Regions from separate parts of the Rattus norvegicus genome. Here region 1 is linked to region 2. Evidence: chromatin contacts called from public Hi-C data. All regions are on one chromosome and are shown on one strand. Each heading gives the region's core, a stretch centred on a gene start, on an enhancer-like site or on the middle of the called end of the contact. The rest is flanking DNA. Distances are from core to core; before and after follow the strand shown.

Region 1 (2,759 bases), core at 19-2,518, 140 kb before region 2:
CTGAACCTATAACATGAAGTGGCAGAGGAGGTACCCGGATTAGGATAAATATATCTGATGTTTTGTAATGGAAAATGTCAGTCTCTGATGGCGATTTGCACCTATTTTAAATGACCTTCCAAGCATGGTTGACACTTTAATGTTAGTTAAGAAGTCTCTCTGTCTGTGCAGTGGCTGTCTGACGAACGTGGCCATGTCGAATAAACAGGTCGAGTCACAATAGCGTGTTCTTCCAGTTTACTGGAGGATATGGAGCCTTTGAAGATTCTGTTCTTCGGATGGTACCAGGTGGTTTTGGGCAGAACAGTAGGGAGAGGGCAGAATTGTGTCCTTTACCAAAACTTTAAGTTTGATACTTTATGGAAAAATCTAATTCCCTTAGAAATTGGGATGTTTTCATCTCCAAAACCCAATCATCGACTTCAAAAACACATTCTTCTCTTTAGCTCCACACTGACCGGTGCCATTGTTCTTCTAGATAGCCTTTGGTGTGTAGATTAATTTTTAGAAGAGAAATCTAAATAATTTATCTTTCCATATTCTGTCTTTGCATTTAGTGTGGCACACACATGACAGGAAGAGCTCATTACACACACTTGGAAAATAAAGACCACTGAAGGCCTGGGCCCTGCATTTGAGAGGAGACTTTCTCAACTTGAAAGCTCCATTGTGGGGCTGGGGATTTAGCTCAGTGGTAGAGCGCTTGCCTAGGAAGCGCAAGGCCCTGGGTTCGGTCCCCAGCTCCGAAAAAAAAGAACCAAAAAAAAAAAAGCTCCATTGTTTTTTTGTTATAATAAGTTTAGTTGAAGATTACTGTTTGCTAGAAAACTGTTGAGGTTGTCCTGTTTGTGAATTGTAGTAGTTTAAATGTACTGTCTGTGGGGCTACGCCTTTTTTTCTGATAGTATTTGGTTACTTGACAAAGGGTAAGATCATGAACGGTTGCTGAAATCTAAGGGAAAGAAATGACTTGCTCCCCCCCTCCCCCTTTTCCTCTTCCCCTCCTTCCTCTCTTTCAATATTCTATTTGAAAGATGATGCCTAAGGCAGTAGAAAGAGCCCAGCTCTTCACTCAGGCCCCCAGGACCAAGTTCTCGGTAGTAGGGATGACCGTGCTGAACTCACTGGGGTCACCTCAGCACATCCTGGGTGTGCTTAACTGTTCTAGTGGTTTCTAGTGGGTTGGCTCGAAGATCCCAAATCCCAGCCCTGGCTTGGCTCTGGACTGTGTGGATTGGCTGGGCTGTGTTTCTGTGTAGTCATCGCTGAGGTGCGACAGTGACAGCTGGTGTGCAGCTGGACATGTTGTCCTGGGAACTCGCCGCTCACAGCCCTGAGAACGTTTTCAAACAGTTGCTTTCTGCGTCTACTGTTTGTGTTAACTGTTTGGAGAGTCCTAGTTAGTAGCCTAAACACACACCATCTCTGATGGACGGTTGTGCAACTGTCTTGGTGTCACACTTGACTTCAGAGAGAGTGCTGAGTTTCTGATTTCTAGAGAGTTAGCCTGTCCGTTCAGTAGTGAACCCCGTGGCACCTCATGTGCTTCTTTGTTCTGATTCAGCCCTTGGAAGGCACTTTGGAATCCTGGAAAGTCCTGTATGACCGTTGTCATTCTTCAGTGAACTGTAAGGGCAGTTGTTTCACAAAGTCCTCATGGAATTCTTCTGAACCGCACATAACAGAGAGACGTTTATGTTCCCCGGCAGTCAGTGTTTGCATCCAACTCCAAGACAGGAAGAGCTTCTCCCTACTCAGGGAGATTAGAAATACTTTACCATGTAGGAGGCTGGAGCAGAATTCCTTGGCTTGGCCCTGCTGGAAGCATGGCTGCGTTCCCATTGTTCAGACAGCCGCTCCTCTTGTCTCATCCCTTCAGCAGCGTGGACTGTAGGATTCAGAGCAGAAAATATGAATTAATTTTGAGTGTTTCATTCTAAACATCTGCACTTGAGGGTGTTTTTGTTTGTTTGTTTATTTGTTTGTTTAAGGGAAAAACGTACAAGGGGAGGAAGTGGGGCAGCAGAACTCTCAGAAGCTAAGTATTTCTGTAGGGTGCGTGTACCCATGGCTTGTCTAAGTATTTCTGTAGGGTGCGTGTACCCATGGCTTGTCTAAGTATTTCTGTAGGGTGTGTGTACCCATGGCTTGTCTAAGTATTTCTGTAGGGTGTGTGTACCCATGGCTTGTCTAAGTATTTCTGTAGGGTGCGTGTACCCATGGCTTGTCTAAGTATTTCTGTAGGGTGTGTGTACCCATGGCTTGTCTAAGTATTTCTGTAGGGTGTGTGTACCCATGGCTTGTCTAAGTATTTCTGTAGGGTGCGTGTACCCATGGCTTGTCGTCTTCTTAATGCCATGGTAATGGCAGGAGATGGAGGAGGTGATGCATTCAGAATTTAGGATTTCCTCAGTCATCCGATCTGGCTTAAAGGCATAGTGTCTAGTTTTGCTTGATCCCATGATGAAACGATAGTGGGGCAGACTCCCTAGATCGGACATCAGAACCTGGACTTATTTTCTATCTGCCTACCAATGAGTTAGTTTTTACTTTGCCAGTGCGGAATATAAGACGGACCGAGTAAGAGGTGGGGAATCTGGTAAGATAGAGGGAGGGCAGGCAGGAGGAAGGACAGACAGACAGAGACAGACATGGGAGCTTTCAAGTGTAGCACGAAAGGTCTAGTTTTCCAGGTCTCAGTCATTCATGGTCATCATAATTTCAGTAACACTGAGATGATCCCACACCCTGACCCCTCC
Region 2 (2,813 bases), core at 71-2,570:
TGAGCTCTAGAGCCTTCTATAACCTATGTCTCAGCTCAGCCTCATTTTAGTCTGTCCTCCACGGTGCCTGCATGGTACTAGGGACAGAGATAAGAACTATCTAGTTCCTTGCTTGAAGGAGCACTTCAGAGAACTGGGGTAGCCAGCTACGCTGTGCTTAGAGCTACAGTGAAGCAATGCTTCTTTGGCTGAGAGAGAGCTCCTTCATGCTTACTTCTAGGAAGCTGGTGCCTCTCCAGGAATTCAAGAAGTCTTGGGCATCTAGACTATTCAACCTCACTTTTAGACTACTTGGTAACCTACAGAAATAAGTCCTAATAATTCTCCTTGAGGACAGTTTGATAAACCTTCCTTTATATGGCATCTAACATAAAGACACCTGCAATTGTTTAATTATAGCTGATCGATAAAGGTATTGATGAGCTTTTTCCCTGCAAAGACAAACCCACCAGTATAGCTAATTCAAGGTCGGTATTCCAAGTATAACCGTCTTGGGGAAATCCTTGTAAAGCTGTTCCAAAGACCAGGGCAATAAAGACTGTGAGTGTCAGAGAATGATGTTTCTTGCCCTCTGGATTTGCTCAAATGCTTTCCTGATTGTGTTAAAATTTTTCTAGGCCCTGAACTGAAAGGGAACCAGTGTTTCTGCACTGACCCTCCTAGTCTCTAGAGAGCTAACCTAGAACTAACTTGCTTGAGGGCCAGCCTGGGGAAGGGCGTGACCCCAAGTCTGACTCCCTCATTGTTCATCTGACTTTGCTCCATCAGGGCCAGGCACAGCTGTATTTTTTCTACAATTGTCCTTGGGATGTTTTGAGCCTCACCCTCCCTCTCCTTCCGTCCCTGGCTCCTTTTTATTCTCCCAGGAGATAGGGAGTCTGAACTTGGAAGCCAATGTGACAGCAGATGGGGCCTTGGCCATGGAAAAGGGACTGGCCACTCTGAAGAGCGAGATGAGAGAGGTGGAAGGGGAGTTGGCCAGGAAGGAGCTTGAGTTCCACACGGATAAAGACTCCTTGCAGCTGGTGAGTGCCGGTGTTTTCCCACGTGAGCTCTCTTTAGTTGCCAAGACAAAAAGAACCTCTCAGAACACCTTTGTGCTCACTTGTCCTCAGGTGATTACTGAAGCCCAGCAAGCTGATGCCAGAGCCAAGAGCACGGGAGTTACGATCCAAGACACGCTCAACACATTGGAAGGCATCCTGCGCCTAATAGGTCTGTGGAGCAGCCACAGCGTTCCAGCCCCGGGACTGTCCCCAGAGGACTCGATATTCTTAGTCGGGATGGATGGGGATCTCAACTTTCCTTGAGACCATCTGGAAATCTGCTTTGTCTCAGGGCCCAGACACTTGGGCCAGGTTGCAATACATTTTCTCTGTTTTACCATCTCTAAGATGAGTCACGGAACAGTTGTAATCTGGAAGTGAAGATCTGTGAGTCAGAGCACTGGGTGTGTTCCAGGAAATTCCCAGAAGCTTGGTCAGCTTGAGGGTCTTGCCGAGGAGTCTGGTCTTGAGTCTGAGGGAGCCCCTGGGCAGTTTTAAGGAGGAGAGTAACCGCATCACTGCACTAGAGAGGAGAAGTTGAGGGGGGCTTAGAGGCAAAGAAGGCCATGTGGGAACTGTTGAAAGCAGACTGGAGCCAGTTATGAGGCAGGAGAAGTGGGGAGGGAAAGGCGAGGAGCCATGGGCTGCCTTAGTCCAAAGGACCATCTGCTGAATTTGACAAATTCCTCCCTAAACCAACCTATACCTATTACGACCAACTGGGAAAAGAGGATCCTCTTGGATAAATAACCTGGAGGAAATGTGCTAAGAGCAGGAGATACTGTGGATTTGGGGATAGAAGAGATTTCCTAACACAGTATGACAGGGAGTCGGTTTCCCCATAGTTGTTACCCAAAGAAAACTGATGCTAATTAAAGGGCTAAATCTGGGGGCTGCAGAGATGGCTCCCTGTCCAGCGACATTTGTTTTTTCTTCAAGAGGATCCCTTTTTTGTTCCCAGGACTCATGTCGGGCATCTGTAACTCTACTACAGGGGCATCTGATAGCTATCCTCCCTGGCTTCCACGGGCACCCATGTACATGTAGAACATGAACACACATACACGCTTGCGAGTACACACACATACACACACACACACACACACACACACACACACACACGCATGCACGCATGCGTGCATATGCACATATAAATACTTGTTTAAAACATTGAAATCTAAGTAGTTAATAGGGTTCCCTCATCAACGGAGACTGCAGTGGATAGGAACTAGGAACTGGGTCACGTATTCCCATGACATCCAGGAGAAGCCTTAGCTGTGTCTCACCGGTTCAGTAGAACAATTCCAATACCTGATTGCCCTGTGGAAGAGGATTATTGTCACACTGACAGGCCAGTATTGTCTGTGCTGTTGCACTAATGGGTCTGTTTGTGATCCCGTAAGACCCGGAGAGTAAAATGCCCTCTAAAGATTAAAGATACGATCTCCCCAGTTGAGATTTTAGCAGTGGCTTAGCATTCTAAAAACCCGGTAATGAAATCAATGGAGCCTTTAAAGGGAACATGAGTGGGAGGGAGGGGAGTGGGGAGTGCTAACCATTTACTACCTGTCAGGTACTGTGCCAGAGTTCTCGGGGCATGGCCATTTAAGTCTCGTTAGCATTCTGGGAGATGGATTTTATTATTGTCCTTCAATAATAAAAGCGTGGGGGATAAACCGAGTATGCACAGTAAACTGTGGGACAGGGTTTACACTAAGATCTGTATCTCCATGTTCCTGTCCTGTTCTTTTCCTGAATGTGGCTTCC

What was found. A called contact is a pair of places that touch in the nucleus more often than the background predicts.
Region 1: a contact with region 2 is called in a Hi-C map of psoas muscle, with 7 times the contacts expected there. The contact joins two enhancer-like sites. A contact is called at or near these places in 2 of 12 Hi-C or Micro-C datasets (hepatocytes and psoas muscle).

What each region holds. Positions count from the first base shown.
Region 1 is chr13:67,977,155-67,979,913 of GRCr8, reverse strand. The region is part of intron 1 of Lamc1 (laminin subunit gamma 1); the gene reads left to right. It also overlaps the pseudogene LOC134481569. Among named protein-coding and RNA genes, the nearest start is that of Lamc1, 73 kb to the left of the region's middle. Within about 2 kb of position 1,268, at least 34 of the 93 cell types and tissues checked have an H3K27ac peak or open chromatin away from gene starts, as enhancers often do.
Region 2 is chr13:67,837,983-67,840,795 of GRCr8, reverse strand. It overlaps Lamc2 (laminin subunit gamma 2), which reads left to right. Exons shown (of 24, transcript NM_001100640.2): 22 at 867-1,025; 23 at 1,116-1,215. Among named protein-coding and RNA genes, the nearest start is that of Lamc2, 55 kb to the left of the region's middle. Within about 2 kb of position 1,320, at least 18 of the 93 cell types and tissues checked have an H3K27ac peak or open chromatin away from gene starts, as enhancers often do.